Regions from separate parts of the Mus musculus genome. Here regions 1, 2, 3, 5, 6 and 7 are each linked to region 4. Evidence: chromatin contacts called from public Hi-C, HiChIP or PLAC-seq and promoter capture Hi-C data. All regions are on one chromosome and are shown on one strand. The core of a region is the stretch at or near the end of the contact, and the rest is flanking DNA. Distances in the headings are between cores, read along the strand shown. Region 1 holds the start of Sgf29 (SAGA complex associated factor 29). Region 2 overlaps D430042O09Rik (RIKEN cDNA D430042O09 gene). Region 3 overlaps D430042O09Rik (RIKEN cDNA D430042O09 gene). Region 4 holds the start of Xpo6 (exportin 6). Region 5 overlaps D430042O09Rik (RIKEN cDNA D430042O09 gene). Region 6 holds the start of Gtf3c1 (general transcription factor III C 1). Region 7 holds the start of Nupr1 (nuclear protein transcription regulator 1).

Region 1 (3,061 bases), core at 496-2,995, 450 kb after region 4:
ACCTCTCCTTCCTGAGCACTGGAATCAAAGGCATGTGCCACCATGCCTGGCTAGCTTCTTTCCTTCCTTCCTTTTTCTTTCTTTCTCTCTTTCTTTCTTCCTAGACTAGTCTCACTGGTGTCTTGAACTCCCTATATAGAACAAGCTAGCCTCATTCATAGACATCTACCTGTCTCTGTCTTCTAAATGCCACTAGCTTTTCCATGTAGTCCAAGATCACCTTCCCAGAGAACGGTGCTACCTACAGTGGCTGGGCCTTCTGTATGAATTAACATGGTAACGTGGTAGTGCACTCCTATAATCCTATATAATCCATTAGACAATTCCCTATAGCTAGGTCTGTCTGGGAAATTCCTCAGTGAAGACTGCATTGTCCAGTGGCTCTAGGCCCTGTCAAGTTGTTAAAATTAACCAGGACAACTGACTAGACATACAGATTCAATGAAAGAAAATTATTTTTTCAAACTGTAAAAAGTATGTGTCTCCGTGTGGGTATGTGCACGTGAGTGCAGGTGCCAGAGGACAGCACATCAGTACCCTTGGGGCTGGAATTGCAGATCGTTATAAGCCACTACTGTAGGCACTGGGAACTGAACACGGGCTCTTTGCAAAAGCAGTACATGTTTTTGATTGCTCGGCATCTCCCCAGACTCATTCATATACATACACACACACACACACACACACACACACACATATATATATATATGTATACACACACACACACACACACACACACATATATATATATATATATATATATATATATATATATATATATATATATATATATACATTAATTTCTTTGCTAGTCTAGGGGCTAAAATAGTTTCAGTGTTAAAATGTAAGGTTTCCTAATAGAAAAATATCTGATAGCTTGTTGTATGCCAGGCACAGTGCTATGTACTGGGAATGTCTAATGATCTTGACCTTATAGCATTTGTAATTCTATCAGAGAATAACAATATGTAATTATAAACTTTAAAAGATTTTCAAAAATATTTTTATTCTATGTCCAGGCGTATGTATATGTGTATGTGCACCTGTGCAGTGCCCTCAGAGGCCAAAAGAGGGCATTAGATCCCTTGGAGCTGGAGTTACAGGCAGTCTGAGCCAGCTGACCCAAGTGCTGGCATTCTAATTCTGGTCTTCACGATTGAGCAGTACTTGCTCTTAACCACCAAACCATATTGATTTTTTTAGGTGTTATGTACGAAATATTAGGATAGTTAGGGTGGGAGCAGTCCCTAGGGACTGAGCCCGGGACCATGCTAAGCAAGTGTCCTACCACTGCACTAACTGGGCAGGCATCCACAGGGTAGGTATCCAAAGATGTAGCTAAATGTTTGCATGTCCAAATCTTTTATTTGCTGGGAAGATTCTGTAAAATACAAGTACTAAACCTAAAACTGCTTATTTGGAATTTAAAAATATTTTCAGATACATTTTAAATTCACGGCAAATTTCAGCTTAAAGTACAGAGTTCTCATCTGCGTCCTGGGGCCCTCCCTCCTCATCCCCAACAATCTGATGTGGTTTTGTTGTTGTTTTCTTCTGGTGCAGAGGATCCGCTCCCATCACCTTTCACATGCGAAGCGAGGCTTCACGCATGCTTTTCTGTTCCTTTGACTCTGATCTATTAAATCATGATTAAGTACATCAAAGCACAGGTGTCGAAGTAAGAACTACGTTTCCCAGAGTGCAATGCAGCACGTCACAGAGAAGTACCCGGCATGCGCAGAGGAGTCCTCCGCGCTCGACCGCGCTCATAAGAGAAACAGCGTGTGTGGTTCTTGACGCGCCGCGAACCTTCGAACGCAAGTGCGAGACTACCCTGTGAGGAAACGTTCCAGGGATTCGCCTGTTCCCGCCATCGCAGTTACCAGCGCGACGTGCTGTTTCTTCCTGTGCTCGGTAGGTGGGACGGGGCCATGGCAAGGTACCTCCAAGCAGCGCGGGAACGAAAGGCCAGCGTTCCTGCCCGGCGCCCGGCTCGCCGAGGCGGCGTCTGAGGAGACGCGCACGCGCCCTGGACGGGAAGGGGGCGGGGCTGTGGGAGCCGGCGCCCTGGGGCTTGCGCGTGCGCCCTACCTCTCTGAAGAGGTGGGAAGCGGCTGGAGCTGGCTAGTCTAGATGCCGGCAGCTGATGTGAGTCCCAGACATCAGCACATTTTACTACTTTCTCAAAAGCTTAGTTTTTGGTAGCCCAACCTGGCCGTGAGATCGCAGTCCTCCTCCCCCAATCCCGAGTGCTGAGATTACAGACTGCACATGCTCTAAAGGTGTCCATTTTCACAACAGTAACTTCATCCACTCTCCAGCTCACTCTTGTGTTGGCTGACACATGTATCCTAGGACGTCTGCGTCTACTCATCAGCACCTTCCCCTACCTGTCAATGTTCAGCTTTCTCTAGGGAGGCTTTGACTCATGCTGTTTCACAGAAACAGCTCTAACAAAGCCACCTTGACTTCTGGATTCCGAAGTTCAGTGATACAGGATTGGTAGCATCCTCTTTCATTGCCTCGGTTCTCCTCTAAAGAACTCCTGCTTCCATTGCTTCATCTTTAACGGTTGTACCATCAAAATACATAAACCCTTCTTCATCTTGCCTTTCTTTCTGTTCCCTCCTTGGACATTGTCTATTTCACACTTTAAATAAAAATAAAATTTATTTTGGTGCTCTCGTTTCTATCTTGTAAAAATATTTGGTGTGTGTGAAGGCAGGCATGTTCATTCCATGGCACTTTTGTGGAGGTCAATTGACAGCTTTCAGGAGTTCTCTCCTTCCATCATGTAGGCTTCTAGGATGGAACTCGGGGTATCAGGCTTGGCACAAGCACTTGAATCTGCTGAGCTATCTCACTGGCCCTCAAATTTACATCTTGTAGATCAGTATAATGTTGTGGTGTTAGAATCCACAGGGAAAGACCAAATCTTAGGCTCAATTCAAATTTAGATGAAATGGATTTCTTTTATTTATTACTGCTAGGCAGTAGGCAGTAATAGGCAGAAGGATGTCAGCCTTAAAGCCAAACAGCATGCCATGTGGTGTGGAGGGAT
Region 2 (2,938 bases), core at 172-2,671, 440 kb before region 4:
ACCAGGTCTGGAAACTTGCATTAGGCTCTGGCACTTGCATTAGGATGAAGAGTGGGCCTGTTAAGCGTTTAAGTCCTTGTGGGCTTGGTGACTGTTCTGGACCCTGTAGGGTACCCTCTGCATGGACTGGCTCCTGGGGTACCTGCTCTGCTGCAGGGTCCTCCCTCTGCCTGGGACCTCTGGAGCCCACAAGGGAGTATAGTAAGAGCAGACCCATGCTCATTCTTGAGGGCTCATTTATCATCTTGCTTTTTATCGACTACCTACTAGTTGTGAGGCATGGCATAGACAAAGCAAGTCATTCGGACAGAACCTGCCCTGGTGAACTGAGGGGCCCATTTAGATGGCTGCCAACGTTCTGAGTCCTAGCACTGTCTCAGCTACACATAGCCCCTCTGCCCTTTACACTCACAGCCTGGCTTCTGCCTTTTACACTCACAGCCTGGCTTCTCAGGCTTCCTCTCTTATGTGAGAGCAGAGGAGAGAGATGCTTAGAAAATCTCAGGGACCACTCAAGCCCATGACTAAGAAGTGGAAGAATCAGACTCAGCTCTGAGTTCTGTATTCCTGCCCAACTAGGCCTTGCTATGATCCCTTGCTAGCTTCCCTTTGGAGATGTCTATATATGGAGCTGCTGAGTGTACCCAAGTGTCACTGTGCCAAGTATGTACTTGAGGTTGGGTCATGTGGTCTTAGTTCCTGTCACATGTTTTGCACATTAGGATGGCCTTTTACAACAGAGATTGGCAGAGTCGTTGTTACTGATCTATGTATGGGGAACATCGGCCACTTGCATTTTACAGTAGACTGCAGTAAAGGCTTTCATGTGCTTGCCACCTAGCAATTCACAACACTCAATTGGTTGATGTATGTCCTCATGGTGCTGCCATAGAAATTGAGGCCCAGAGAGCCAAAGACACTTGTTCAGGGTCACATGACCTCTAAGGGAAGAGGCTGGGTTGGGGTGTGGATTGGACCTGTTGCTGTACTGACAGCATCTTCCTGCTATGTTCATTGGAAACAGTTGTGTCTCCTGTAGCTGGGGTCTGAAGAGCAGGCCCACAGGGCACCAGCCTGGGCGCTTGTGTCTGTCCCCAGCCATGAATGTTAATTTCTTGTTAATGAGGCCTTTCTTGCCTGCCTCACTCTACACAGCTCTTCTGCTTGTTGGAGTGCTTCCTATTATCACGAGCCATATTTGTGTCTTAGACTGTGACTTAATGGCTGGCCCCAGAGTCTGTGCAATTTAAAAGGCTTGGCCTAAGATTAATTAGCATCCCTCCCATTTCTCCTGTGGCTCCCCACTTCACAAGACTTAATCAGGGCTAATTTCCCCTTGCCTCCCAAAGCCGCTCTGCTATAATTGCCCTTCTGCACTGCAGCAGTCAGGGGTCACTCAGTGCCTAACAATAGGGACTGCTGTTTGAGTAGAAAGCTCAGGCTGAGTGTGCATGCATGGTCCTGGGGCTGGTGAGCTGGGCAGGCTGCAGGAGGCCTTCAGCCCACATTGCCCACATGTCTGCCCCGGCCTCCAGGAGAGCTGCTGCCCAGGACAGCTGGGAGAGTGGGGACACAGCCTCAGGGATGCCAAGACAGATCCTATTCTGTTGTCTGGGGGCCAGTGTGGGATGCAGTTGAAAAACCTGTGGCCTTGAGGATAGTGCTTAGAAATAGCAGTGACCCATCCCTTTCCTCCCCTCCTCACATCTGTTCTCCCTGTCGGTGACAATGTGATGTTGGACCTCCTGTGCACACAGAGCCTGAGCCATGAGGAACTGCAGTGGGAGTCCATGGCGTATCACCCTCTGTGTCTCAGCAGCTTGGCAGAGCAGACACATGGCATCTGGCTTATGGATTGGTTTTCCTACCTTACTTTCTCTCCCCAGCTGGCTCTTCAGGGCATTTGAATGAGGCTCCTGGGAATTGAAGAGAATGGGCTTTAGGCTGCTTCTTTGGTGTGTGTTTTGGAGCCGGTAATGGACCTCCCTGAGCTTTGCCTTTATAATCATCACAACCTCCTGCCGCTGTTGGGAAGGCATGTGTGCGGTGTGTGGTCTCTAAGTGGTGTGTTTCTTCAGCTAGGTGCCCTAATGGCAGATGATGAGGCTAGGATGAGGTCAGTGCTTGCAGCGCTCTGGTTCTACCACCCGTCCTCACGCCCTCACGCTGTCTGCTTTCTAATCTAGAAGGTGGTCAGTAGGTTACCTGCCTCAGAAGGTAGCTGCTGAGGATCACTCAGTCTGTGGAGGTTCCTGCCACGCCTGGCACAGAGCTGGTAAAGGGTTGTGTTGGTCAGTGTTGGAATAAATGGAGGGCAGGTGTCGAGGGCTTCTCAGTCTGGAGTTTCCAGGCTCTTCATCCTCTCCTTTCTACTTATGTATTTATTTTATTTGTGAGGGACATGCATGTATGCAAAGGCCAGAAGAAGGCACCAGGCATACTTCTCTATCACTCTCTGCCTATTCCATGGAATCAGTCTCTCTTTAAATGAACCCGGGCTTGCATTTTCTCTAGGCTGGAACCTATCAAGCACTCGCCATCCTCCTGTCTCTGCCCTGTCAGAGCTGGAAGGTGCTGACACCTTCCCACCACACTCTGCTGTGCCTTTGCTCTGGAGGCCATTCTTGTTCCATGTGCTAGATTCCAAACCTCAGTCCTCATGGCTGCATATCAGTCTCTCTTGACTGCTGAGATGTCTCTTCTGGCACTTCATTCTTATGTCTGACCTCACTCCCTCTGTTCAGTCCTGGCCATTTATGGAGCACATCAAAGTTTTGGATCCTTACTGCGGTCTGAGAGCTGCAAGTGAAGCAGGCCAGCCCTGCTGCCCTGGAACTTATGGGATGGGAGCGGGAGACAGGCCAGGCCAAGCCAGGGCAACAGCAGCCAGCAAGTTAATGGCAATTGCTATGAAGGAAGGCCAGGCAAGAGGGACGGT
Region 3 (2,853 bases), core at 229-2,728, 460 kb before region 4:
CAATGCAGTCTATCAAACCTTCCATGGTCCATCTCTAGCCTGTCAAAATTGTCCTGAACTTAGATTCCGTCATCCATTTTTTTTTTTGTCTCCCATCTAGATGTCATCCTCAGACTTTATAAACAGCCTCTAACAGCCATTGATAAAATTATGATCTGAGATGGGACCAAGGACAAAGTCCCATGGCATGCCACCCTTCCCAGGAAGAGTAATTTAGATGGCAGGGTAAGATGATTAATCTGTTCAGTTCCTGTAATAGTATGTCCTTGTGGCTTGATTATGATAATATTAGCAACCACATGGTGGGTGTTATTTACCATGGCCAGGCACTGAGGTAAGTGTTTTTCATGTAATGCTATTATTTCTTACAGTACCTCTGCAAAGTATTGCATTACTCAGGACTTGAATTTAAAAAAAAAAAACTATCTGGAGGCAGCAGAAAGGGGCTGTGTACTGCAATGCAAGGCTCTGAAGAGGGGTTGCTTTTCAGAAGCCAATAGTAGGGAGGGTCATGATCTGCGAGCTCCCAGGAATTCCTCTTTCTGCAATTTCTGTTTTGATAGCTTGTTCTTACTGCAGCATTCTTCGTGCTTAGTGCAGGCCAGCTTTCTGGCTTACTTATTTATTTCTCACATTTTCTTTTTTTTTTCTCTTCAGAAGAGGTCTTGCCATGTAGATCTCACTGGTCTAATGGCATTTACTCTATAGCCCAGACAGGCCTAAACTTATCTAATCCTCCTGCCTCATCATTCTAAGTTGCTAGGATTATAGGAAGACGCCACCATGACTAATTTAGCCTTCCTGCTTTCTTAGTTCATCTGACAGAAAATCCAGTGACTTCTAAATGTGTTTACCCTCTGAGAAGGGTAGTCAGGTCTCCAATCCCAGCAGCACACAGGAGGCACAGGCAAGAAGATCTGGGCTAAATGAGGGAGGGAAGGAGAAAGGGAGGGAGGGTACAGAGGGAAGGAGGGAGGGAGGGAGGGGGAGGGAGGGAAGGAAAGAAGGAAGGTGAGAGAGTCTATGAAATTCTTCCTAGACCTTCTAACCCAAACTTACCAGGATTATTGGCCATGTTTCTGCTCCTGGGCCATCCATAGCAAGCAGCATGGTCACAGGTCTTGACCAGTTTCCAGGAATCTTAGGCTGTGACCTTGTGGCAAACAAAACAGGGTTGAGTCCACAGTCCAGCTGCTTGTTTTTATTTGACAAGTGAAAGGTCCTCAGGCTAGTTGTGGTGTCAGGAAATGCTGGCCAGTGTCTGGGGTCTGTGATGTCAGCCCCTGTCAAGACTCAGTGGGAGCCATGGTTGATTCTCTACAGCTTGCTTGGCACCTTGTCCTTGCAGAAGTCTCAGAACTTCGAGTTTCATGGAGACCATGGAGTCAGCAAGGCTAGGCTCTAGCTCCACCACTTCCTCCCCCTCTTGGCTGGCTCAGTGTTGCACCTTCTGCAGCTGGAGAACAGGGAGACTAGCAACAGCTGCTCTACAGTCAAGGTGATCTTGTGACCTAGTGCACACAAAACCCTCGGGAAATCCTTTACCCAGCTCAGAGCACTGGGCTTTCCTAATCATGCAGGGTCAGGGGAAGAAAGTCTTTAGCCTGAAGGGCAGGGGCTTCAGGAAGAAGTGGCACTGAGCAGCATTAGTGGGGTAAAAAGGGAGAGGAGAAGAACAGAATCAGCCTCAACTGCAAGCAAGAGCACAGGGGCCACAAGCAGTCCCCTGTGAGAAGAGAACACATAGCACACAGGGTCGATGGCTTGCTGATGAAGACTCTGATCATTCATCCGTTTATTCCTTCACCTTTGATATATGCCATCATGTTTGGAGACAGACTCTGAGCAATAAATGAAATATAAAGGACATCAGAATAACAATTGGGCTGGGCTTGAGGCTGCATGGAGTGTGGAAGTTATTAGGTCAGGTCTTGAGGAAGTCCCTGTTGAGGAATGAGCTTAGAAGAAAGAAGTGATAAGCCACAGGGATCTCTGGGAAACAGAAGATCTGCAGAGGGAGCATAGGCTAGAGCGGGGGATTCAGGTGAGCCACTGTGGAGCCCAAGCAGAGAAGCGGGTGGCTGTTTAGGGGCAGCAGTGGATGGTACTGGGAAGGGGCTAGTGGCTGTGATGTTGGATAGGGTGTATGGGAAAGAATGGAATGAAAGGAAGGTCTAAAGGTGCGAGAGGTTGTAGGGGAATGGATGGTAGAAAGGTGGCCAGCAGCAGTACACAACATCTCCATCATTCTGTTGCAGAGGGAGCAGCAGTGATACTCTGAAGTCTGTCTGGAACTAAAGAGCCACCGATCCTATTTATTTATTATTCATTTGTTTGTTGGTTGTTTTGGAGGAGAGAAGGTGATTTGACTTGTTATTTAAGTAACACATGAAGCTCACTTGCTTACAGATAAAAAGTTACTGTTAACCAGGATGGATTGCTGATTGTTTTTTCCATCTCTCCCTAACTCCTCTTGGAGTAACTTGCCACTGAAACCTGGCATGTGTTCTTCTAGACCATTCTCCATGTGTGTGCATGGCTGAGTGATATGAAACACATATTCTGAAAATACGTGTTTCAGATTTATCCTGGGTAGCTTTTGGCTCGTGTTTTTTTTTTTTTAACTGATGTAAAAGTTCAAATATATGCTGATTTAAAAAAAAAATAACCTTCATCTAAAGCAAAACAAAACTGGGCACGGTGACTCATACCTATAACTCCAACACCTGAGAAGCTGAAGCAGAAGTTCAAGGCTAGGCTTGGCTACATGGTGAGTTCTAGGCTATCCTGGGCCACAGAATAAAATTGTCTCAAAAATCAATCAATCAAACAAACAAACAAACAAAGAGGACT
Region 4 (2,817 bases), core at 276-2,775:
GTGTGTGTGTGGGGGGGGGGGGGGGGGATCAGTGCTCAAACCCAGGCTGGGCACTCACTCATCATGGGCTAGATGCCAAACTGAGGCAGATAAAGAATCAGAGGACTAACTTCACCTTGCCTACTGTGATGGGCAGATAAGGCTCAGAAACATTAAAATGGCAAAAGACAAGCACTCAACCAACTGCTCTGAGTACACAAACCCCAAGGACTATGGAAAAGCTAAAAAGCCTGCAAGAAGAGGAGGTATTTTCCTTTCAGAGAGGTTTTTTTTAGTGGGACCTGAAAGTATGCATAGTTTTCCAAGGAAAAGGCCAGAGCAGAAAACAAAAAGAACAGCAACCAAGATGTCCAAAGACCCCACTGCTGACTCTGCCATCGTCTGTATCCGTAACCAGTAACCTCTACAAATACTACTTTAGATTTCTGCAAACGCAAACCTACCGCTGGACAGATGGTCTCCAAAAATCCAGCCAGTTCTATAACAGATTGCTTATGTTCAAATAGTGCTACTAACCCAAAAGAGTCAACTGACCTTGGGCAGAGTAATTAACTGCTTCTTGCCTCAAGTATCCCCCATTTCCAATCAGGGGGTTGATATACTAACAAAATACATACCACTGACTTAGCAAAGGAAATGACACACAGTATGCCATCAATAAATAAATGATACTGATAATCACGACTTGCTGCACAAGGGCACAGCCAACAGTGAGGCAGGGGGTTGTATCCGTGGCGCTACTCAAGACATCCAGTGGGGGTGGGGGTGGGGGCAATGGGAGCGTACAGCCGGTTGCACACCCTGCACGCATGTGTCACCGGCCAGGCTCGCACGCGCCTCTCCCCGCCTCAGGGAAGAAGAGATGGCTCAGCTGCTCTGAGGCCCACTGCCACCCCTCCAACCCGGTCCCTGGACCCACTCACCATGCTGGCCGGGAAGGGGATGGCTCAGGTGAGCTAGCTCTTGGGATCCGTCGTGTCCCGCTCGCACAGTTCAGGTCATGGTCCCGGCAGGCTCGGGGAGTCCCCCGCCCATGCAAAGACAACCGGTTCCCTACCCGGGCCCCGCCGGCACCTTTAAAAGGAGCACACGGGCCCCTTCGGGGACCCCCCGAAGCGATTCATCCAGACCTCGGCCCACCCCGGGGAAACGCAAAAGCAGAAAATGGGGTTCAGAGGCGGCTACACGAGGCCCCCCGCCTGGGCCCGACCCCCGAGAGGGAGGCTGCGGGCCCAGGCAGGGACTCCCCGGCCTCCGCGGCCCGAGGCGGCGACGGGCCTCAGCCGAGACTGAAGGGGCAGAGGCTGCCTGGGCCTGGGCGGCGCGGCCGGCTCAGGAGAGAGGCCCGCGGGCCCTTGCTGTCCTCGCCACCTCTGTCCTCGCGGCGGGCTCCCTCCGCATCCCTGCGCGCCACCAGTAGCCGCGGCTCGCCCCTCGCGGCCACCCTCTGCCAACAGCCCAACGCGCCGGAAGTGGCGAGCACCAGGCGGCCCCTCAGCCCGCGGCCTGCTGCGGCGCTGGAACCGGACCAATCCGGAATCAAGTGAGGGCAGAGGAGGGCGGGGCCGCACCTGACTGTTCACTGGCCCCGCCCACCACGTCCCCGCCCAAGAGGCCAGGGACCGCCGCGTTGGTAAAGGGACACGCGGCCATTTTGGTAAAGGAAAGGTTTCCCTTTCGTTTCTTTTCACTCATTCATTCCGCAAATCTTTTCTGAGCATCTTTCCGGACCCTGACACCGGACTAGAAGTTCGGCGATGCTGGTCTGTGCTCTCCTGGGATCTTATTCATTCAGTCCACAGTTCTGGGTCCTAGGACCAGAAAGTGTCACAGGATGAAATTGAAACACTTAGTGTCACGATCTAAATTGGCTTCATCCCTAATTCCAGACTCCAACACCAGGTGACTCAACACCCTCTTCTGGACTCTGGAGACACCTGCACCCATACTCACATAGCATACACATATATAGGTACACAAACATGCATGTAAATAAAATAAGTTTTTATGGGATATGGCTCAGCCTTTAAAGGTACTTGCCACTATGTCTGACAACCCAATCTAAGTTCAATCCTCAGAACCTGTACTGGTTTAAATAAGAATGCCTATCCCATATCTAAAGCTTAGTCATCAGAAGTGGCACTATTTGAAACCGATTAGAATGATTAGGTGTGGTCTTGTTGGAAAAATGTGTGTCACTCGGGGTGGGCCTTAAGAGTTCAAAAGTCACCGGGCAGTAGTGGAGCTTGCCTTTAGTCCTATCATTTGGGAGGCAGAGGCAGGCAGATTTCTGAATTCGAGGCCAGCCTGGTCTACAGAGTGAGTTCTAGGACAGCCAGGGCTACACAGAGAAACCCTGTCTCAGAAAAAAAAAAAAAAGAGTTCAAAAGCCAATGGCAGGGATGGTGAGATGGCTCAGTGGTTAAGAGCACCGACTGCTCTTCCAAAGGTCCTGAGTTCAAATCCCAGCAACCACATGGTGGCTCACAACCATCTGTAACAAAATCTGATGCCCTCTTCTGGAGTGTCTGAAGACAGCTACAGTGTACTTACATAGAATAAATAAATAAATAAATAAATAAATAAATAAATAAACATTTAAAAAAAAAGCCAATGGCAAACCCAGTCTCCTTTTGTGAATCAGATGTATCTTTTAGCTACTGTTCCAGTACCATGCATGTCGACCTGTTCCCTGCCATGATGATAGACGGACCATCTGAAACTGGAAGCAAGCCCCCAATTAAATGCTTTCTTTTACAAGAGTTGTCATGGTCATGGTATATATTCACAGCAATAAAACAGTGACTAAAACAAAAC
Region 5 (2,700 bases), core at 71-2,570, 410 kb before region 4:
CCTAAAGCTATTGCCTGTCTGTAGGGTATGTTCTTCTAGCTGGGCTGCCTTGTCTGACCCCAGTGAGAGAGGAAGTGCCTAGCTTTACAGAGGCTTGAAGTAGCAGGGTGAGGGGATTTCCCCCCACCCTGACCCCGGGGGTCACCCTCTCAGAGGAGAAGGGGAGGGGATGAGGGATGGGGGGAAGGGTTGTGGGAGGGGGTGAATGAGAGAAGGGCAATGAGTGGGATGTAAAGTGAATTAGTAAAAAAAAAAAAAAAAAAAAAAAAAAAAAAAAAAAAACTTAAATTAAAAAAAAAAGTAAGCTCTGAGCCTGCTTCTGAAAACCCTGTGCAAAGCTCAGTGTCGTTCCCAGCACTGCAGAGGCAGAATCTAAGGCTCATCGGCCAGGCAGCCTGGCAAATCGGCCCACCCCATGCTCTGGCTCAGAGGTAAGTGATGCTCACCAAGCGATTCCCGCCATAGGTCTCTGCTGTTAGTCAGGCTGATTCTCACAAATGGTCTGTTTCCCCTTACATCTCTTTAGCTTTGCATTATTTGCTTAGATCCTTGTCCTTTTGTGTGTGATGATGTCAGGATGACTCTGCGTGAAGTGTATCTTACACTTATATGAATACATCAGCGCCAGTGTCTTTGTCCCACCAAGGGTAGGTGAGAAGGCTGGGGAGATGGCTCAGTGTTTAAGAGCACTGGCTGCCCTTGCAGAGGACTTGGGTCCCATTCCTAGTAACCACATGGTGGCTCATAACTATTTGTAACTTCAGACCCAGGGGATCGGATATGTTCTTCTGGCTTCCATGGGCACTGCATACATGTGGTGTGCAGACATACATGCAAGGAAACCCTGGTGCACATAAACATTTAAAAACGAAGAAAACCAGAACAGCTGAGCCTGCTCTCTGGGTGTTTATCCTCTGGAGCTTGATTTGGACAATGTTGTCTAGACCTCGCCATCCAGTGGATTTTGTGTGGTGCTTTCCTATAAAGTCACTTGGCATGATTTCTAGCATACCTAATTAGTCACCCTTTGGTGCTCTTCCCGACTTAATTTATCTTTCTAGAAATGTTAATGATGAAATTAAAAGTTGTAAGATTGCTGGCTGTTTCTTTTTCATGGATGAACTCCCTGTACGTGTCTCTGGGATGACAGTCTCCCAGCCTCTACAGTTGGCTTCCACCTCTCCTGTCAAACTCTCTTTTCCTGGGTATTAGTTCTTTCTGTAATTAAATGAATCAAAGTTTGTTGCCTATCTTTTAAAGGGCTGAGTCACCAGAGCAGCTGTCTCTTCTTGGTCGTCCTTGCTTCTTCCTGTGCTGTTTGTTGCCTCCTGCTACCAGGGGAGGGGGGCAGGGCCCGAGTGTGACTACTACGCTCCTGTAAGGTGGGGAACCTTGGCTTCTCCTCCAAAGAGTTAACTCCCTGTCGACCTTCGGAAGATTTCTTTTTGGTGTGTGCTCTGCTATCCTGCCCTAAAGCCCACACGTTAGCTTCCCATGCCCCACTAAAGCAACTATGGCAGCCTGCAGGAAGGCTTCCTCTTGCTAGATCCTGGTTGACTCGGGTATATGCATACACAAGTGCGCACAGCAGCCTTCTGCTGAGTTCGGCTTGTGGCTCCCTGTGCCTCCAGTTCTCCAGGAATGTGTTCTGTATTTCTCAGAAATCCCCAGCCATTCCTCGGCAGCAGTCTCATTTGGTCTCTATCCAGCCCTATTCTGTTTCCTGTCTCTGAGTCTTCTGGCTAGCCCCTGCTCTGCACAGGCTCTGGCATAGATGCTGGGATGGTGATGTTGAGAGGATTGTCTGGGGCTCCAGGTTAGGTCAGGTCCAACAGACCTCTTACCACATGCTCTCTGAGCTGCTGGTCTCTCACCTCTGCCACCATGCTTTCTAAGACACATTGGCTTACCTTTAGTGGTGGACTAAGTACATCTAGCATGGAAGATAAATTCATCAATGAAAATCCAGGGGTGGCAAAATACACCAGAAAACTAACAAGGTTGTGTAATATTTATTTGAGGTTTTTTTTTGCTTGTGTATGTTACATATGTATATGTATGTATGCATGTTTACATATGTGGCCGCTCATGTGTGTAGGTATATGTGCATATGTGTGCATGCATGAGTATATATGTGTGTTATTAATGTACATATGTGTATGCATGTTCACATGTGTGTGCATATATCTCTGTGTGTGTGTGTGTGTGTATGTACATACATATGTGTAGGTTTGTGTGTGTTTGTGTATAGGCCCAAAGTTGTCAGCAGATGTTTTCCTTGGTCGTTCTCCACTTTGCTCATTGAGAGTCTCTCTCTAAGCCCAGAGCTTATTGATTCTGCCTAGTCTAGCTAGCTATCTTAGTCCCCTGTCTCTTCTTCCCAAATGCTGGGATTATAGTTAGCAATCTCATCTGCCCAACTTTTATGTAAATTCTGGGATCCAAACATGTTTGCATGATAAGCACTTTATTGAGCCTGCTTTTCATCTCTTGTACAATATTTGAATCATACATAGTATAATTCAAAATTTTCTTAGTCATAGTTCTATGGAAAGTGATGTAGAAGAAAGTAATTTTAAAATGTGCAAAGTATACCTTGGCATGGTGAGACATTCCTGTAAACCCAGAAAGCAGGAGGTAGAGGCAGGAGGATCACAAATTCTAGGCCAGACTGTGCTACATGATAAGTCCAAAGATAAC
Region 6 (2,700 bases), core at 66-2,565, 490 kb before region 4:
TTCAGGCGCACGCAGTTCACTTCTCTCCCGTTAAGCTATTCTACTTGGTGTTGCTTGTTCAGAGCACTCTGCCAAGTGGCCGCCTAAATCTAAACTTATCTGGTTCATTATTACCTCTAGAACCTCCTCTGACCTTCATAATATAGCTTAAGAGTTCCAACTTGCAGGGCATGGTAGGGCATGCCTGTAACCCAAGTGCTAGAGTGCAGAGGCAAGCGGGTATGATATGAAATCACACTGAACTGTATTGTCAGCTCTTTCTTCTTTTTTTTTTCTTTTTTTCTCTTTTCTTTTTTTTTTTTGGTTTTTCGAGACAGGGTTTCTCTGTGTAGCCTTGGCCTCGAACTCAGAAATCCGCCTGCCTCTGCCTCGCAAGTGCTGGGATTAAAGGCGTGTAACACCAAGACCAGCTCGTCAGCCCTTTCTTAACAAAAACTTGTACAGGGGAGTAAGGGGTGGGCTGAGGCTAAGGGCAGAGCATGCAAGGAGCTGGATTCTGCTCCTGGAGAAGGACAGATAGGAGAAGGGAAAAGTGCATTTAGCAATCCCTGAATCCTGTACTTAACCTAAGGTTAATCCCTTAACCTCTCGGCGTCAGTTTCCTCCTCTGTAAAATGAAAAGACAATAGTGTCTCGCTCAGTGTCGCGGAACTGAGTTCTGTCGCTTCCAGAACTGGGTCTTGGAACCCACCTATGGGAAGCGCCCAGTCCACCTCGGCTACTCTTTCACTGCTATTCGGGGCTATGCAGACCTCCAGTGAGCTGCCTTAGCTTTCGGAACGAACGCTCCCTAAAGGTCCCTGAAGGACCTCACCTAGTCCCACTTTTTAACCACTTTCCTACTCCCGTCCTATCACCCAACTTAAAGGAACTCTTTAGACTCGCTCCTTTAACACACTGGGAAACAGTTCCGTCACAGCGGATACCCCATCCCCCAGCTCATCTACTCCGGCCTGCTAGGGCGCAGAGCTCAGGTTTGCTCGCCTCCCGCGCCCATCCCCCACGTCCCACGGTCCCCGTTCTGCATCGCACCATCCTGCCCCGCTCCAGGCTCTCAGCCCTCGCCCCACCCCTGGTGGCTGACCGGTCTTGGAGCTGCAGGTCAGGTCTCTCTCGCGGCTCCTCGTAGAAACTGATGCCCGGGTGCGTGGCTAAAGCCCGCCACAAAAACTCCTGCGTGTAGGGTTCCAGAGGCAATGGGAAGGCAGGCGAGCGGGATTCCAGGCGGCTCCACAGCGCGGGCAGGCACAGGCCGTCGAGCCCCTCCAGGGCCACCTCGTCCAACAACGACTCGAGCGCGTCCATGGCCGCTTCAGTTAGCAGCGCCCGGGGCGCCTGCGCACCTCGCCGCCGAGGCCAGGGCCCAATGCGCCTGCGTACAGCGATCCGAGGCCTAGGGAGGACTGATGGGGAGTCCCAGCGCTCCGCCGTGACGTCACGCTACCCGAGGGCGGGCTCAATGATCAGAGTTCCTCCTCCATTGGTCCGGAACCCCGTAGTAACCAGGGGAACTGCAAACACTGTCAGGGCCGCTTCCGGTTCGGGAGGCCGGAACCGCCGCCTCTAGGGATGGACGGTTAGTGTCCGTGGGCCCCGCCGGGAGGTTGGGCGGCCGTCCCTCATCCCTCGGAGGTGTCTCAGGGAGGAACGCCTAGCCACAGGGACCCCGGCCCAGGATGGTGTCCAGCCTGAGGGGAAGGTTCTGGCGGTGCGGGATGGGGACCACGGCTGGGAGTGGTTTTGTAGGAGTCCCTCTCTCAGACTTAGGGAGGGGGGACGGGGAAGAGATTGGCGCGGGGGAGGCGTGAGGAGGATTGCGGGGGTCCTGGGATGGGCGATGGGAATGTCGAAGTTGGTTGGCGGTAAGCGTGTCCCTTGGGAGTACGTTTGTCAGCTCCTGGCATCAGGAGTGGAGGGAAAGGGCTGGGAAGAGTTTTATGTGCTTCGGTATTGTTGATAACTCACGTGAACTGAGTACTGTTCGGTGCCAGGGTTTCTGTAGCTACTGACAAGTGCAAACGTTTCACAGCAGTCCTTTGGGATAGTCACTTATTTTACAGGCGAGGGAGCTGAGGCTCAGACAAGGCAGGCCACTTTGCCTGGCCAAAGTCAAATAGCTAATCAAGAGACAGCATGAGTAAGACTCCTGGACGATGGGAGTTTAAAATCTGAAAAAAAAAAATATTTTAGAAGCCTTCCATTCCAGAGCTTGCCAGTGCACATGTCTACGGGAGCAAGTTTGGTGGGCTGTGACTGATAAACCAGTTGCCAATCTGTACAGAAGCAGATTGTTTTTAGGAGCAAGTCTCAAACTATGATAGCCAGTTAGTTAGTCAGTCGTAAGGCTAAAGGCAGCCTGGTTAGAATCACTGTGGACACTCAGGCGCTCCCTGGGAATAGCTGTTCTGATATCCAGCTTTTCAGATGGGAACACTGATGTCTGAGGAGACTGGAAGGGTCTGTGCTGCTTCACAGTTCATTACTGCCCCTTCCTTCTGCATTGCTGTGAAAGCCAGTGGATGTAGCATGGAAAGACATGTTACCATCGAATGTGTTACATCTGCTTAAAGGGTGCCTTTGTCCTTTGTCCTCGAGGCACTATAAAAAAATGCGTTTTATCAGTTTGCCCTGTCCTGCTGTCGAACAGTGGTTCTTAAAATCTAGGAGTCCTTGGACTCCTTTAAGCCTTTCCTTTACAAG
Region 7 (3,070 bases), core at 329-2,828, 420 kb after region 4:
GGTTTCTCTGTATAGCCCTGGCTGTCCTGGAACTCACTTCTTAGACCAGGCTGTCCTTGAACTCAGAAATCCATCTGCCTCTGCCTCCCAAGTGCTGGGATTAAAGGCGTGTGCCACCACTGTCCGGCCAACACTATTTTTTTCATTTATTGATATGCCAATGTGTTTGCATGCATGTGCGCACATGCGTATTCTCGTGTGCTACTTTGAGCATATGGAAGTCGGTGGACATTGGGGGCACAGAGGTCCTTGTACTCAAGAGAAGCACTAAGAACCAGAAGTTTTAATCATGCCGTGTGTCTCCTCAATGCAGGAGATAAAGTCAAATACCTGCATTCCACTCAGAAATCTGAGAGTGGATTTTGTTAACAACCTGGTGAGCTTTTGGCTCTGTGTGGAGTCAGACCTCCCCAGCTTTTGCTATAGAAGCCGACCTCACTCAAGTTCTCCAGAATGATAATCCCAGACTCTCCCCTCCCTAGACCATTACCCACTCTTAGGAGAGATGTCACATCTGCCTGATGACCTCCATGCTATTGGTCAGAGACCACTCTAGATTCTAGGCCTTTAGCTCTAGAACCCACCCTCATGGAGTTTCAGTGTAGTCACACCTCAAGCTTTATTGTGCTCCTGGAATTGAACTGATGGACCTGACTGTTGCCTAGAAACCTCTTCCCAAATTGTACTGTGTTTTAAATATGCTGACAGTGAACCGCCTGGCGTTAGATGCCCTGAAATCTGATCCAAGCTGATGGAATTCGGTCTGAATGGGGTTTTCATTCTTATCACTTCCCTGCCTGGACATCTATCTGCAGGGCTCCCTGGGAACACAGCTTGCAGTTGGTTCTCTCCCCTTTCATCACTCGAGTCCCAGAGATCAAGCACAGGTTGTCCTGCTTGCCTGCAAGAGCCTCTACCTGCAGCGCCATCTCACCAGGACCAGCTTTTGGCTCCCCGCTTCCCGCTCGGCACACTTAGGCCCGGCTCTCCCGACTCACCTCCAGCTCCGTCTCAGCGCCAGGCTTTTTTCCTTTCAGAGTTCTGGAACTTGGTCAGCAGCTTCCTCTCATGCCCGCCAGGGCTAGGGCGGTTGGTATTGGCAGCAGCTTCTCTCTTGGTCCGACCTTTCCGACCTCCCCCGACTGGTGGAGCAGGAGGTAGAGGAGGTGTGTGAGGTTAGGACAGGCATATAAATGGCCAGAGTGGGGCGGTCACGTCTTCACGTCTGAAGCACTCTATCCTTGCTGTTTACTCAAGTATAGAATGAGAGATGCTCACTTGTGAGTTCTTGGGGCTAAGGGAGACAGAACTCAGTAGATGAGACTAGAAGGGGTTACTTGGGAGTTGGGAATAGATTAGCTAGGAAAGGTAAACCGGGGTACCCAGTGAGAAGCAGATGGGCTGACCAAGGAGCTACCACGAAAACCTTACCGACACAGGGATGGGCCAGGCTGTACTGATCATATTCATCCAGGATTCCATCTTCATCCTCTAGGTTTAGAGGTTGCTGGGAAGGGTTGGCTGTTGGTGGCAAGGTGGCCATTATGCCTAGTCTGCTCTCTCCAAAGTCTTGCCTGTGTCTCCTTGTCTGAATGTCTGCCCTCTCCCAGTTTCTCACCCTACTTATAACGCTGTCTCCTCCCTAAACCACGGGGTTGGCCCCCGCCCTCCAAGCCCTGTCTGATGCAATCTGGCCCTTTCCCAGAACTGGGCCCATAGACAGCAGTCCTGAGCAGAGAGGAGCACCCTCCCCTCCCTCCTCCCTCACAGGACTCACCCAAGCACAGCTGTGTTTTTCCACGTGGAAAGCTCTCGCCTCAGGGGCGGAGGAAGCAGACAGGATCTGGGCACAGTCTTTGGGATATTGGCCAGGGAGAGCAGAGGGCCTCAGATAGGCCAGTCCTTCCTATCATTTCAGCCTCTGCCACAAGCCCCTCCTGGGCCTGGGTCATAGTTAGACAGACAGACAGACAGACAGACAGACACACACACACACACACACACACACACACACACACACACTGTAGTCTGGTTCAGATTCAGGAGGTAGTGGCAGCATACATACTGAAAAGGGAGGGAGGAGGGACACTGACCCACTTCTTGCTTGGTCAGCAGTTCCTGTCACACCCAAGGCTTCTATTTTTGTGAAAAGTCCCCTTCAACAGAGTCCCCAGGGACTTCTTCCTCATGCAAGATGGAGGATAGCTAGCTGGTAGAGACAGCAAATACCCTGGATTCCACACTCTGATTCCTGATCCACCTCCCTCTACCTTTCTTTCTGACAGAATCCTTCTATGGAGCCCAGGTTAGCCCTTGAACTTGCAATTCTCTGGCCTCCTCATCCTAAATGCTGGGATCACAAGTCAGCTCAGATCCAGTGTTTCCTGCTGTGTGACCTTGGACACGTCACTTTCCCTCTCTGATTGCTTCAGGTTCCCCCTTTAACAGAGGATAACTCTATCTGGCTCTGTTGGTGAGAGGTTGCAGACTCATGAGGCCTGGAAAACCTTCACAAGCGGGAACAGTGTAAGGATTAGTCACAACTTCCCATGGGTTCCCATACAGTGCCCTTGCCTTGACCCTCCCCCCTCAAAAAAAAAAAGGGTGGAGAAAAGGAATTTAAAATAAAATATTGTGTGTTGGCAAGATGACTCAATGGGTAAAGTACTTGCCACCAAGCCTGACAACCTGAGTTTATCGGTTTCCAGGACCCATACAGTATGGGAGAGAAAAATGTCCCATAAATTGTCCTCTGACCCTCACATTCCTATCCATGTACACACACAATAAATACGTGTGACTTCTAAAATTTAAATAATATATTGAGGGCAGAATGAAATAAACAGGTATTTGTGCTTTGATACCCCCTGCCTTGTTTTTTAGGCAGTCTCACTGTTTTAGCTGTGGCTGGCTAAGAACTTGCTCTGTAGGCCAGATTTGAGTCTAGTGTTGAACTCAGAGATCAACCTGCCTTTGACTCCTGAGTGCCAGGTTTAAAGGTGTGCATCACCACACCCAGCCAGTATGAATCAAGTGTGAACTAATAGTAAGCTTTTTCAGTCCATACTAG

The links. Promoter capture Hi-C pulls out the DNA fragments that hold promoters and counts their contacts. Hi-C and Micro-C count contacts between places; a contact is called where the count stands out from the background. HiChIP or PLAC-seq counts read pairs in DNA pulled down with a chosen protein or histone mark. Capture Hi-C pulls out chosen DNA fragments and counts their contacts.
Region 1: an H3K4me3 HiChIP or PLAC-seq map of embryonic limb bud shows a contact between it and region 4, with 5 times the contacts expected there. The contact joins the promoter of Sgf29 here to the promoter of Xpo6 in region 4. A contact is called at or near these places in 1 of 39 promoter capture datasets (the HPC-7 cell line) and 1 of 115 datasets of contacts at active chromatin or transcription factors (embryonic limb bud).
Region 2: a contact with region 4 is called in a Hi-C map of the N1E-115 cell line, with 4 times the contacts expected there. The contact joins the enhancer-like site here to the promoter of Xpo6 in region 4. A contact is called at or near these places in 8 of 39 promoter capture datasets (the C10 cell line, the HPC-7 cell line, cranial neural crest and 5 more), 2 of 484 Hi-C or Micro-C datasets (the N1E-115 cell line and cardiomyocytes), 2 of 115 datasets of contacts at active chromatin or transcription factors (embryonic basal ganglia and embryonic forebrain) and 2 of 9 other capture datasets (embryonic stem cells and pancreatic islet).
Region 3: a promoter capture Hi-C map of liver shows a contact between it and region 4, with 2.4 times the contacts expected there. The contact joins the enhancer-like site here to the promoter of Xpo6 in region 4. A contact is called at or near these places in 12 of 39 promoter capture datasets (the 3T3-L1 cell line, the C10 cell line, the HPC-7 cell line and 7 more), 3 of 484 Hi-C or Micro-C datasets (bone marrow-derived macrophages, cardiomyocytes and nephron progenitors), 8 of 115 datasets of contacts at active chromatin or transcription factors (T-cell acute lymphoblastic leukemia, bone marrow-derived macrophages, embryonic forebrain and 5 more) and 2 of 9 other capture datasets (macrophages and pancreatic islet).
Region 5: a promoter capture Hi-C map of cranial neural crest shows a contact between it and region 4. The contact joins the enhancer-like site here to the promoter of Xpo6 in region 4. A contact is called at or near these places in 5 of 39 promoter capture datasets (the 3T3-L1 cell line, cranial neural crest, frontonasal cranial neural crest and 2 more), 1 of 484 Hi-C or Micro-C datasets (the N1E-115 cell line), 2 of 115 datasets of contacts at active chromatin or transcription factors (embryonic basal ganglia and embryonic limb bud) and 1 of 9 other capture datasets (embryonic stem cells).
Region 6: a contact with region 4 is called in an H3K27ac HiChIP or PLAC-seq map of extraembryonic endoderm stem cells, with 5 times the contacts expected there. The contact joins the promoter of Gtf3c1 here to the promoter of Xpo6 in region 4. A contact is called at or near these places in 9 of 39 promoter capture datasets (the 3T3-L1 cell line, the C10 cell line, HPC-7-derived erythroid cells and 5 more), 2 of 484 Hi-C or Micro-C datasets (cerebral cortex and embryonic stem cells), 15 of 115 datasets of contacts at active chromatin or transcription factors (the 230-238 cell line, the SCID.adh cell line, T-cell acute lymphoblastic leukemia and 11 more) and 1 of 9 other capture datasets (adipose tissue).
Region 7: a promoter capture Hi-C map of pancreatic islet shows a contact between it and region 4. The contact joins the promoter of Nupr1 here to the promoter of Xpo6 in region 4. A contact is called at or near these places in 1 of 115 datasets of contacts at active chromatin or transcription factors (embryonic stem cells) and 1 of 9 other capture datasets (pancreatic islet).

What each region holds. Positions count from the first base shown.
Region 1 is chr7:126,647,564-126,650,624 of GRCm38.p6, forward strand. It overlaps Sgf29 (SAGA complex associated factor 29), which reads left to right and starts at 1,746. Exons shown (of 10, transcript NM_029339.3): 1 at 1,746-1,914.
Region 2 is chr7:125,761,845-125,764,782 of GRCm38.p6, forward strand. D430042O09Rik (RIKEN cDNA D430042O09 gene) reads left to right here. Exons shown (of 28, transcript NM_001081022.2): 5 at 1-5. Among named protein-coding and RNA genes, the nearest start is that of D430042O09Rik, 55 kb to the left of the region's middle. RefSeq lists an enhancer at 2,203-2,938. Within about 2 kb of position 1,422, at least 24 of the 459 cell types and tissues checked have an H3K27ac peak or open chromatin away from gene starts, as enhancers often do. A contact at or near this core is called in the N1E-115 cell line, where this site is marked.
Region 3 is chr7:125,740,178-125,743,030 of GRCm38.p6, forward strand. The region is part of intron 2 of D430042O09Rik (RIKEN cDNA D430042O09 gene); the gene reads left to right. Among named protein-coding and RNA genes, the nearest start is that of D430042O09Rik, 34 kb to the left of the region's middle. Within about 2 kb of position 1,479, at least 7 of the 459 cell types and tissues checked have an H3K27ac peak or open chromatin away from gene starts, as enhancers often do. A contact at or near this core is called in liver, where this site is marked.
Region 4 is chr7:126,198,976-126,201,792 of GRCm38.p6, forward strand. Xpo6 (exportin 6) reads right to left here and starts at 1,526. Exons shown (of 24, transcript NM_001311143.2): 1 at 924-1,526. The coding sequence starts at 926.
Region 5 is chr7:125,785,936-125,788,635 of GRCm38.p6, forward strand. The region is part of intron 6 of D430042O09Rik (RIKEN cDNA D430042O09 gene); the gene reads left to right. Among named protein-coding and RNA genes, the nearest start is that of D430042O09Rik, 79 kb to the left of the region's middle. Within about 2 kb of position 1,321, at least 13 of the 459 cell types and tissues checked have an H3K27ac peak or open chromatin away from gene starts, as enhancers often do.
Region 6 is chr7:125,706,373-125,709,072 of GRCm38.p6, forward strand. Gtf3c1 (general transcription factor III C 1) reads right to left here and starts at 1,316. Exons shown (of 37, transcript NM_207239.1): 1 at 1,085-1,316. The coding sequence starts at 1,305. It overlaps D430042O09Rik (RIKEN cDNA D430042O09 gene), which reads left to right and starts at 1,498. Exons shown (of 28, transcript NM_001081022.2): 1 at 1,498-1,576. The coding sequence starts at 1,570.
Region 7 is chr7:126,623,892-126,626,961 of GRCm38.p6, forward strand. Nupr1 (nuclear protein transcription regulator 1) reads right to left here and starts at 1,579. Exons shown (of 3, transcript NM_019738.1): 1 at 1,432-1,579; 2 at 999-1,142. The coding sequence starts at 1,543. The coding sequence ends at 1,012. The region is part of intron 1 of Gm39087 (a long non-coding RNA gene); the gene reads left to right.